Linked DNA regions of Mus musculus: region 2 is linked to region 1. Evidence: chromatin contacts called from public Hi-C data. All regions are on one chromosome and are shown on one strand. Each heading gives the region's core, a stretch centred on a gene start, on an enhancer-like site or on the middle of the called end of the contact. The rest is flanking DNA. Distances are from core to core; before and after follow the strand shown.

Region 1 (4,251 bases), core at 485-2,984:
GCTCGTTGTACCACTTCGCTGCGACTCGGATGGCTCTGTCATTCCTGTCATTGGCATTCTCTCCCTGCTCTTGCTCGATGTAGGTTTCTCTAAATGTAAAAGCGACAGGAAACACAAAACAAAAGCTAGCCAGTGGGGTCAAAACTTCTGGGACATAAATGTTCCACAGCCACTGGAGTTTAAGGAGGCACAATGAATGAGCAGCCCACAGGTGGACACACTGACTATCTATCTATCTGTCTGTCTTGTCTGTCTCTCTCCCCCACCCCCTCCTCCTCCTCTCTAGGAGTGTGTATGTTTGTGTGTCTGTGTGTGTGTGTGTGTGTGTGTGTATGTGTGTGTGTGTGTGCATTTAGTTCCTGCGGAACTTAGTTCCAAGTTCCATGTTCCTGAACATTCCGGTTCAGGAAACTTGGAACTGACAGGAGAGTGCTATTTGCACATACTTGGCATAAGCAGGTTGCAAAGCACCTACGATGCATAAGAAAATTTCATACAACAAAATACTCAGTTCAAAATGTTAATAATGTCAAAGCTGAGAAAGTGACTTTAAGCATCATAGATACATATTATCTACTGTTTAATATAACAGGCAGCTCATTATGTTTAGAAATTTAATTTCAATAAATCAGATGTAAGATAAAGCTTATTAATCACAAACTCCCACATTTTTCTCCTATATATTTGTCACTCACATAATATGGGATTACAGGAGTGTAGATGGTTCTTATCGCCAAAGAATCAACCATTCAACTCAATAGACAACTTAAAGGGAGCATTTCAGAAGTAAAAGGACGACTTTAGCGGCTAGATCCTGGTTTAGGGTGTGACCTCACTAACACTGCGACCTTAGATGAGCCTATGTAGGTAGCACTGTCTTCCACACAACCAGGTAACCACCAAGCAGCACAGGAAGCTACAGCCTGTGTTTGATAAATTCCTTTCCAAGAAGTCTGTTAAATTTAGGTAGCCCTGTGGTTTTGTGATACTTACTTATGGTGCTCATTAGTGAAGGTATAGAAATGCTTTTCCTGGTTATTGGTCACATCCCTGATTCGCTTGTAGATGGGGGCGCTCCGGTTTCTCACTTCTTGCATCACTGTTTGTAGCACAATGACATTTCTGATGGCCGGGTGTTCGAGGACATCAATCTTAAAAAACCAAAGCCAAATGTTAACTCCCCCGTTTTCAGTTCTACCTTGAACTCTCTGCCCAGCCTGAATTCTTGTGACAGTTTAAAACACTGACTCTCCGTTAGGCCAAAGTGGTACTTGGCTGCAGAAAAAACTTGACAAAGTCACTAAGGGGGGACCCTGTAGGCCTGAGACGATGACAAGCACCCATAATCGGACCACAGAGTTTGCAATACCAGAGCTATTAATAAGTAAATTATGCTGGCCCACACAATTTTTTGTTCGTAGGCACTTACAAGCTGCCTGGGGGTCGCAATCTGGAGGCCACAGAAGCCCAGGTCCCCGGCTTCCAGGCACTTATAATCTAAAGTAGAAGAGACACCAGGGGTTAGAAAATGTAACGTGTCTAAAAATAAGACTCCAAGAACCGAAAAAAAATATATATATATAAATAAATAAAGTGACATCAGGGAACGGTACCTCAGCCTGGATGGCAGGATGCGAGCGAGGGTAGCCACGGTACTTGCCTCTCTCCATCCAACATCCCAAGACCCGCCTCCCCGGTCCCCAGCGTCCCTGTCTGCCACGCCCCCTCGTCACCACGCGGCCCCGCGTCCACGCACCTGGTGCAGCAGCACATTGGTGTCCGGCAGAAGGTAGTGCGGCCACGGGCAGAGGCTGCTCGCCTGGTCCCGGGGCTGCAGCTCCAGGGCCGGGCCCGCGTGCGCCCCGCCGCAGGCCGAGCAAGCCGGCGCGCCGCAGCCGATGTCATCCCGCAGGTAGTGCTCGCGCACGATCTTCACCACGCCGCCCGCGCGGGTCTTCTTCAAGAACGTCTTGGACCTGAGCATCTCGCCTCGCGGCGTGGGATCCCGGCCGTCAGCTAAGAAACCGAGGCGCGGCCACGCGCATTCCCGCTTTTGCCCGCTGGCTGGTGAGGTCACTCTCGCGAGAAAACACGAAGGCGCGTTCGTTCCCCGACGGTCGCGGTGATTGGGCGAGTGTTGGTTGTTTCCTCCCGCCGGTGGGCGGGGCTTTCCTCTGGACTACAGCTCCCAGCCTGCACCGCTTCCGACTGGCTTCCGGGAAGGAGTGAGCTTGGGTACCTGCGCACCCCAGGTTCTTCCGACTTCTTCTGGGGCACGGCGTGTGGTTGTCTTGGTGACCGATCCTAACGGTCCGGTAGCCCCGAGATACCTGTTGAGGGGTGGCAGCCTGAGCTGCTGACTGAAGACGCCATTGGTTCTTCCAAGAGTCCGGGTGAAGCTGGTGTTATCCTTATATGCGGAGTTACTGACCATTGAGAGGTAGCTTCCAGGAATCCTTTTCCCTTTCTTTCTCACGCGGCGCAGAGATGCTAAAATGTAGGAAGTTTAGAATGTACGGATTTCTTAATCAAAGAGGGAGAAGCCGGTCCCTGGTCCTTGGTAACTCACGCAAGGATTTGTTTTCTTATTTTACTTTTTTTCCCCCCCAATCCTTTCCCTTTAAAAAGGAAAGAGGCGGATTGTACTGAAGCTCTTCCTGTTCCCCCCCACCACACAGACCTCCTTCTTTAGCGTTCCTCTTAGAGAAACTGAAATAGCTAGTTCTATAACTATTTTACTAAATCGTGTCGTATTTAAACAAGGGAGTTACAAAAAGCCTTGTGAAGGCTAAAATGTGCTATTCAGAATATTCGAGTTTGTACCCTTCTAACCTCTTTAGGTTTTTCAAGTTATTTAAAAATGCTTTTGTCGCACTCTGAGCCTGTTTTCAAATTTTTCGGTGATGCCTTAACTGTAAAACTAAACCTGGCATGTAAGTCTTGCTTTATAAACCCTCCACCGACATACCAACATTTTTCTCTCTGTGTCCAGATTTCAATACTACTTCTGTGAGGACCTTCAGTGACAAAAATCAACCTCTCCTTGAGTTTGAAACTTAGTATTATAGGGCTATCCTTTCTATTTTACATGACTTTATTTATCTGTTACCTTCAAGTAAGATTCTTGCCCCGAGACACACACACACACACAGGACAATGGGTGAGTTCATGATAGGATTTAGTGAGTCTGTTTGATTTGAACACTAATCTGGCTTACATTTGGGACCTTCCAATACCTAATGATCTAGGCGATCCTTGGTGTCTCTTTAATGCTCTGTATGCCCTGTAGTAGGTTTTTTTTTTTTTGTATATTTAACTTTATTTCTTTTTATTCTACAGAAGATTGATTCAAATAATAAAATGTCTCGCAAAATTGCCAAGGAACCAAAAAAAGTAAATATCTCTAGTTCTCTGGAGTCTGAAGATATTAGTTTGGAAACAACCATTCATACAGATGATGTCTCATCATCAGAGGAGCGAGAAGGTAAAGTCAAAATCACCAGGCAGTTAATCGAAAGAAAAGAGATACTTCATAATATTCAGTTACTGAAAATCGAGCTATCCCAGAAAAACATGATGATCGACAACTTGAAAATGGATTATCTTACAAAGGTAAGGTCAGATGCAAACTGTTATTCTCTTGAAACTGAAAAGGAAAGATAAGTTGGTGTATAGGCCGGGTGCGGCTGCACATGCCTTTAATCCCAGCCCTTGGAAGCAGAGGCAGGCCCATTGCTCTGAATTCTAGGCCATCCTGATTTACATGGGGAGGTCTAGGATAGCCAGACTATGTGATTTTTCTGTCTCAAAAACGAAAAAACAAAACAAACAAACAAACAAAAATATATATATATTTGGAATTTAAATGCCACACTTCATACTCCTTGTCCAATGTTGCCTTTCTGCAGTTTGCGTATTGAAATGGGGTGTTTTAAGTGTATGAGTGAGTTACCTTTGAAGGCTCAAGTTTTAGAGTGTGACATTAGTGGAATATGTATTTTCTTAAGAATGAAAATGTAGCCAAGTTTTCTGGGACTGACTGGTCTGATAGGAAGAGTGAAGATCATAACTGTATTGCTGAATCTCAATTGTCCTTTCTTTAGAAGTCGGATTTCCTTGTTAACCTTCCTACACAGTTACTCTGTCTGAGAGGTACTGTGTCATAGAAGTCAATTTTAGGTGACCATTGTCTTTAGCAAGTGCGTTATCCTTTAGTGGCGGTGAACTAGTTGTCTTTTTGCCTTGTGTGGT
Region 2 (4,251 bases), core at 825-3,324, 4.0 Mb after region 1:
ACCAAAACGAGGACAGCAGCCTTTCTGACAACACTCTAAGGACACTCTGCTGACCCTAAGTTTATACAATTTTTATGTGAGACAGGCTCTCTATGTGAGCCTGGCCAGCCTGGGAATCAGAGATCCACTGCTTCTGCCTTCCAACACAGTCCCATCTAAATAAAGGGTATTTCAATCCCCCTTTAAGTTGGGAAGGCAATGTAAAGTCACCAACGCTAAGGAAGATCAAGTACACGGTTACACTTGATCTAAATATAAACTGAACACATGGATCATCAAAGTATATATTAGTACTTATTACTTTATGAATAGCTAAGAAAGTCTATGGACTATCATAAGCATTATGAAATTAATGTCACTCTTAATGGAAAACTAATGGACCAAAGGTTAAAATGTGCTATGTACTATTAGGTGTAAAATTAACTAGTGAATAAATAGCTAATAACATTTTAAATATTGCTTTTCCTTGTTGGCCTTTTTAATTCGAAATTTCCAATGCTTTTATTTTAACTATCTGCACATGAAGCTCTGCTGCATAAAGAACAATTCGGTGCATTCACTAGTACACAACTAGTTTAGAGTAATGGGTTTTATACTGCTTCTAGTGGAAGTCAAAGTGCCCTTTATAGCTGAACAGGAAGAGTGTGGTGTATAAAACAGGACACTAAATATCAATGCGATTTCCTAAGCACAGAAAACTGGGCTCCAGCAGTTTTGATTTATTGCAGTGTTTCAAGAACCCAGAGAAAGTATGGTGGCAACAACTTTAGCTAGTGTTTACATCAAGTGTCCAAGATGCAACTAATGAGGGACACCCAGTAACTTGAGCATCACCAAGAATTAGTGAGCTAATCAAACATTTCCTTAAACTGAAACCAAGAGCCAAACTTCCCTTACTGTCTTTAAACATTTACATATTCTGGACATGCAAAAAATATTTTTTAAAAAATTTGTACTTTAGGTTTAAAAGTCCCGTTCTGGCATTACATTTGCATATGCCCTTTTGTTTTGTTTTTCATAGAAGGAAACCTAACACACATTCTTTGGCTGAAATACAAGAATGGAACAATACGAAAAAGATTAACTCTCAGAATGGTGAGAGCACAGTGGATATAGATGAACTGGGACTGGACACACAGACAAGACACAACCGGGAGCCGGCACACAGGTAACACGGGGCGGGTTACAGACATTTTAACATCTACAGGGACATTTTTTTTTTAAATTCGCCTTTTGGTGTAAGCAAAAGATACAAACATCTGGGCAAGTGGGATAGGCACCATTACCAACAAAACCGCCGCCCGCTCTCACCTCGCACGCGGCTCGGCGATGCCCTGCCCGGGCGGCTTCCGGGTGGTGGTCTGCAGCACGCGACCCGGGCGGCTGCCCCTAAGTTCACCAAGTTTTCCACCGTGCGCCTCCCCGGCCCGGCTTCCGCACACACTGACCGCCCAGGCCCCCGGGCTTTCCAGCCGCCTGCACCCGCGCCGCCCAGGGCGAGCCCGGAGGAGCCCGTCCTCCTCGCTGCCCCGCCACGCGCGGCCACCGAGCGCGCGCCGCGCCGGCCACGCCTTGTTGACAGACACCGAGGCCCGGGCGCGGCGGGGCGGGGCGTTGTTCCCGTCGCGCCCCGCGCGCGCCCCCGGCCGCCGCCGCCGACCTCCCCGCCCGACTCCGGGCTGCGGCCCCGAACCTCCGCCGTACCTGCTGCCGGGGGCGGCTTCCCCCACACAGCACCCCGGGCCGCGCGGACGACGGCGGCAGCGGCGGCGGCGGCTCCCGCGCCTCTCACATGAGGCCTCCCGGGGCCCCGTCTCCGAGCTCCCGCCGTCGCGGCCCCCCGCGCTCCGCCCGCATCCGAGACGCTGGTCCCGCGGCGGGCGCCGACGCGGCTCCACCTTTGCGGCTCCGGCTGCCCCGGTGTGTGGGGAGGAGAGCGTCGCGTCCCTTCTCTGTCCCGCGCGGTCTGTGTCCTTCGCCCCGGCACCTCCTCGTCGCCCGCCCGAGACGCCCTAGGCGAGCAGCGATCGACAGCAGCGAGCCCGAAGCTTCGGCCCAGTTAGGGAATCCAAAATGGCGCCCGCAGTTCGCGGCCGCGCGCTTGCCCCTGCGCGTCCCCGCCCGAGGGGGCGGGCGCGCGGCCGAAGGGGCTGGCCGGGCGCGCGCACCGAGGCGGCTCCAGCCTCCCGGGCTGTCCCTGGCCAAGTTTGTTTAGGGGCGGAATGTGGGCGGGTTGGTGTTCGCCAGACGTGGCTGGCCTTTCCCAGGGTTAAAACCGGAAAGTTTAGGGCGGGGGAGCCGACGCCAAAGGCGGAGGGAGTGTCTGCAGGGCGGGACGCACCCCTACCGGACGTAAACATCACCTGACAGCGACCCACCTCCGCGAGGAGGGCGCGGCCAAGGGAGCCTCTGAGGTTGCTGTCTGTACCTAGAAAAAGAATAAATAAATCAACGTGGTGGACGTTGCGATCACTACGGGTTTCTTAAGACAATATTTGCATTTCCATTTTTCCAAGGCTTTTTTTTAATGAGTCATAACTTTTTCAAAATCACATTTACTTATGAAACAGAACCCCCAAGTCTGAGATTTCTTTTCAGAAACACGTAAAGTGTGAAGAAGCAGATGGCTAATTAAAAAAAGACAACCCCCACTCCTCGCTCCCGGGTGGTGGAGCGTTTTGTAAGTCAAGGAGTCTTTTAAATGCTATCAAATATTTGACTTTTTTTTTTTTAAGTTTGGACTTGGAGATACTGAGTTTTTCCTAAAATAAGAAAAGTCCCCAGAAAATCTTAAGGTTAGCTGTATACCATGCCTTCTGCTTTTTCTGTGTTATTTCTCCAAAGTAAAGATCTCTTCTCTCTCTTTCGTTTCCTACCCTCCTCAGTTTTCTTTATACTGATTTTCATTTTGTAGATCAGGCTGGCTTGGAACTCTGAGATCCACCAACCTCAGCCTGCTCAATGCTGAGATTGAAGAAATGTGCCACCACACGGAACAAAAACATGCTGAACTTTAAAATGCTTTTATGTACTTGTTTTTAATTTACTATTAATTTTATAAGCTTTTCGTTTTGTTGTAGGTGTGAGTGTGCGCGTGTGCGCGCGGCGCGCGCATTTGAGTGCAGTGCCCGTGGTGTCTGGAGTGGATGTTGGATTCCTTGGAGCTGGAGTTATTTACAGGCAGATGTGAGCCACTCATCCTGAGCGCTGGGAACTGAACTCAGATCAGCTGGAAGAACAGCAAGCACTCTTAACTGCTAAGCTGTCTCTCTAGCCCAGAGTAAATTATTATATTTTTTAAAAGATGAAGTCATGAGAACAGGTTCTGTCACACACTTAAGACCGTCACCATATAATGTACATTTAAACAAACTAGAAGAAAGGAGTTTTAATCTTTTTAACCAGAAAAAAATATGTCTGAGGAGTTAGAATGACTAACCCGATTTAAACATTAGACGTTGTGTATATGAACTGAAGGGGCTGGAGCACTGCTCTGCAGTTAAGAGCGCTTGGTGATTTTGTAGAGAATTCCAGCTCCCACGTGGTTCACAGCCATTCATAACTCCAGTCCCCGGAGATCTGATTGGTCCTTGAAAGTGGAGCACAGACATACGTGCAGGCAAACACTGATACACACAAAATATTAAACATTTAAACTGAATACACTAATCAGAATATCACACATTATACCTTAGGAGGTGTAATCTTCTGTATTAATGATTTTAAAATGTCAAATAAATGAGAACAACTACTGAGAATAAGAGTCGAGGTGAGCACTGTTCATTAGGAATCTATGCAAGGTACTCGTGCAATTTAGGTTTGTAGCTCCACATTAAAAGTTAAAGGTCAGTTGGTGACAAGGCTCAGCTGGCAAAGCTACTTGCTGTTCAATCTCTTGACCTGAGTTTTATCTCTGGAAACCAAGGTGAATGTGGAGAACTGACTCCCTCTGACCTCATCTGGAGAGCACAAGGGACACACACACAAAGTTAAAGGGTGGCTGGAGAGTTGGCTCATTGGTCAGGAGGACACACCAGTTTTCACCCCCCCTCAATGGGCCACTCACAACTGCCTGTCATTCCAGCTCCAGGGGATTGGAGCGCATCTGCTCTCTCTCACATGCACAGACCCACATAAAGGGGACAACATCCATTTTATTTACGTAATCCAATACATCCAAAGTAGTATTTCTACATGTAAGCAATACAAAAAAAAAAAAATCAATCACTGGGCTATTTTCTGTTTTTCTCT

Evidence for each region. Hi-C and Micro-C count contacts between places; a contact is called where the count stands out from the background.
Region 2: a Hi-C map of CD8 T cells shows a contact between it and region 1, with 5 times the contacts expected there. The contact joins the promoter of Fbxl3 here to the promoter of Pibf1 in region 1. A contact is called at or near these places in 1 of 39 promoter capture datasets (frontonasal cranial neural crest) and 1 of 484 Hi-C or Micro-C datasets (CD8 T cells).

Annotation. Positions count from the first base shown.
Region 1 is chr14:99,097,690-99,101,940 of GRCm38.p6, forward strand. Pibf1 (progesterone immunomodulatory binding factor 1) reads left to right here and starts at 1,735. Exons shown (of 18, transcript NM_029320.3): 1 at 1,735-2,440; 2 at 3,340-3,612. The coding sequence starts at 3,361. It overlaps Dis3 (DIS3 homolog, exosome endoribonuclease and 3'-5' exoribonuclease), which reads right to left and starts at 2,081. Exons shown (of 21, transcript NM_028315.2): 1 at 1,757-2,081; 2 at 994-1,151; 3 at 1-89. The coding sequence starts at 1,984.
Region 2 is chr14:103,097,458-103,101,708 of GRCm38.p6, forward strand. Fbxl3 (F-box and leucine-rich repeat protein 3) reads right to left here and starts at 2,075. Exons shown (of 5, transcript NM_015822.3): 1 at 1,705-2,075.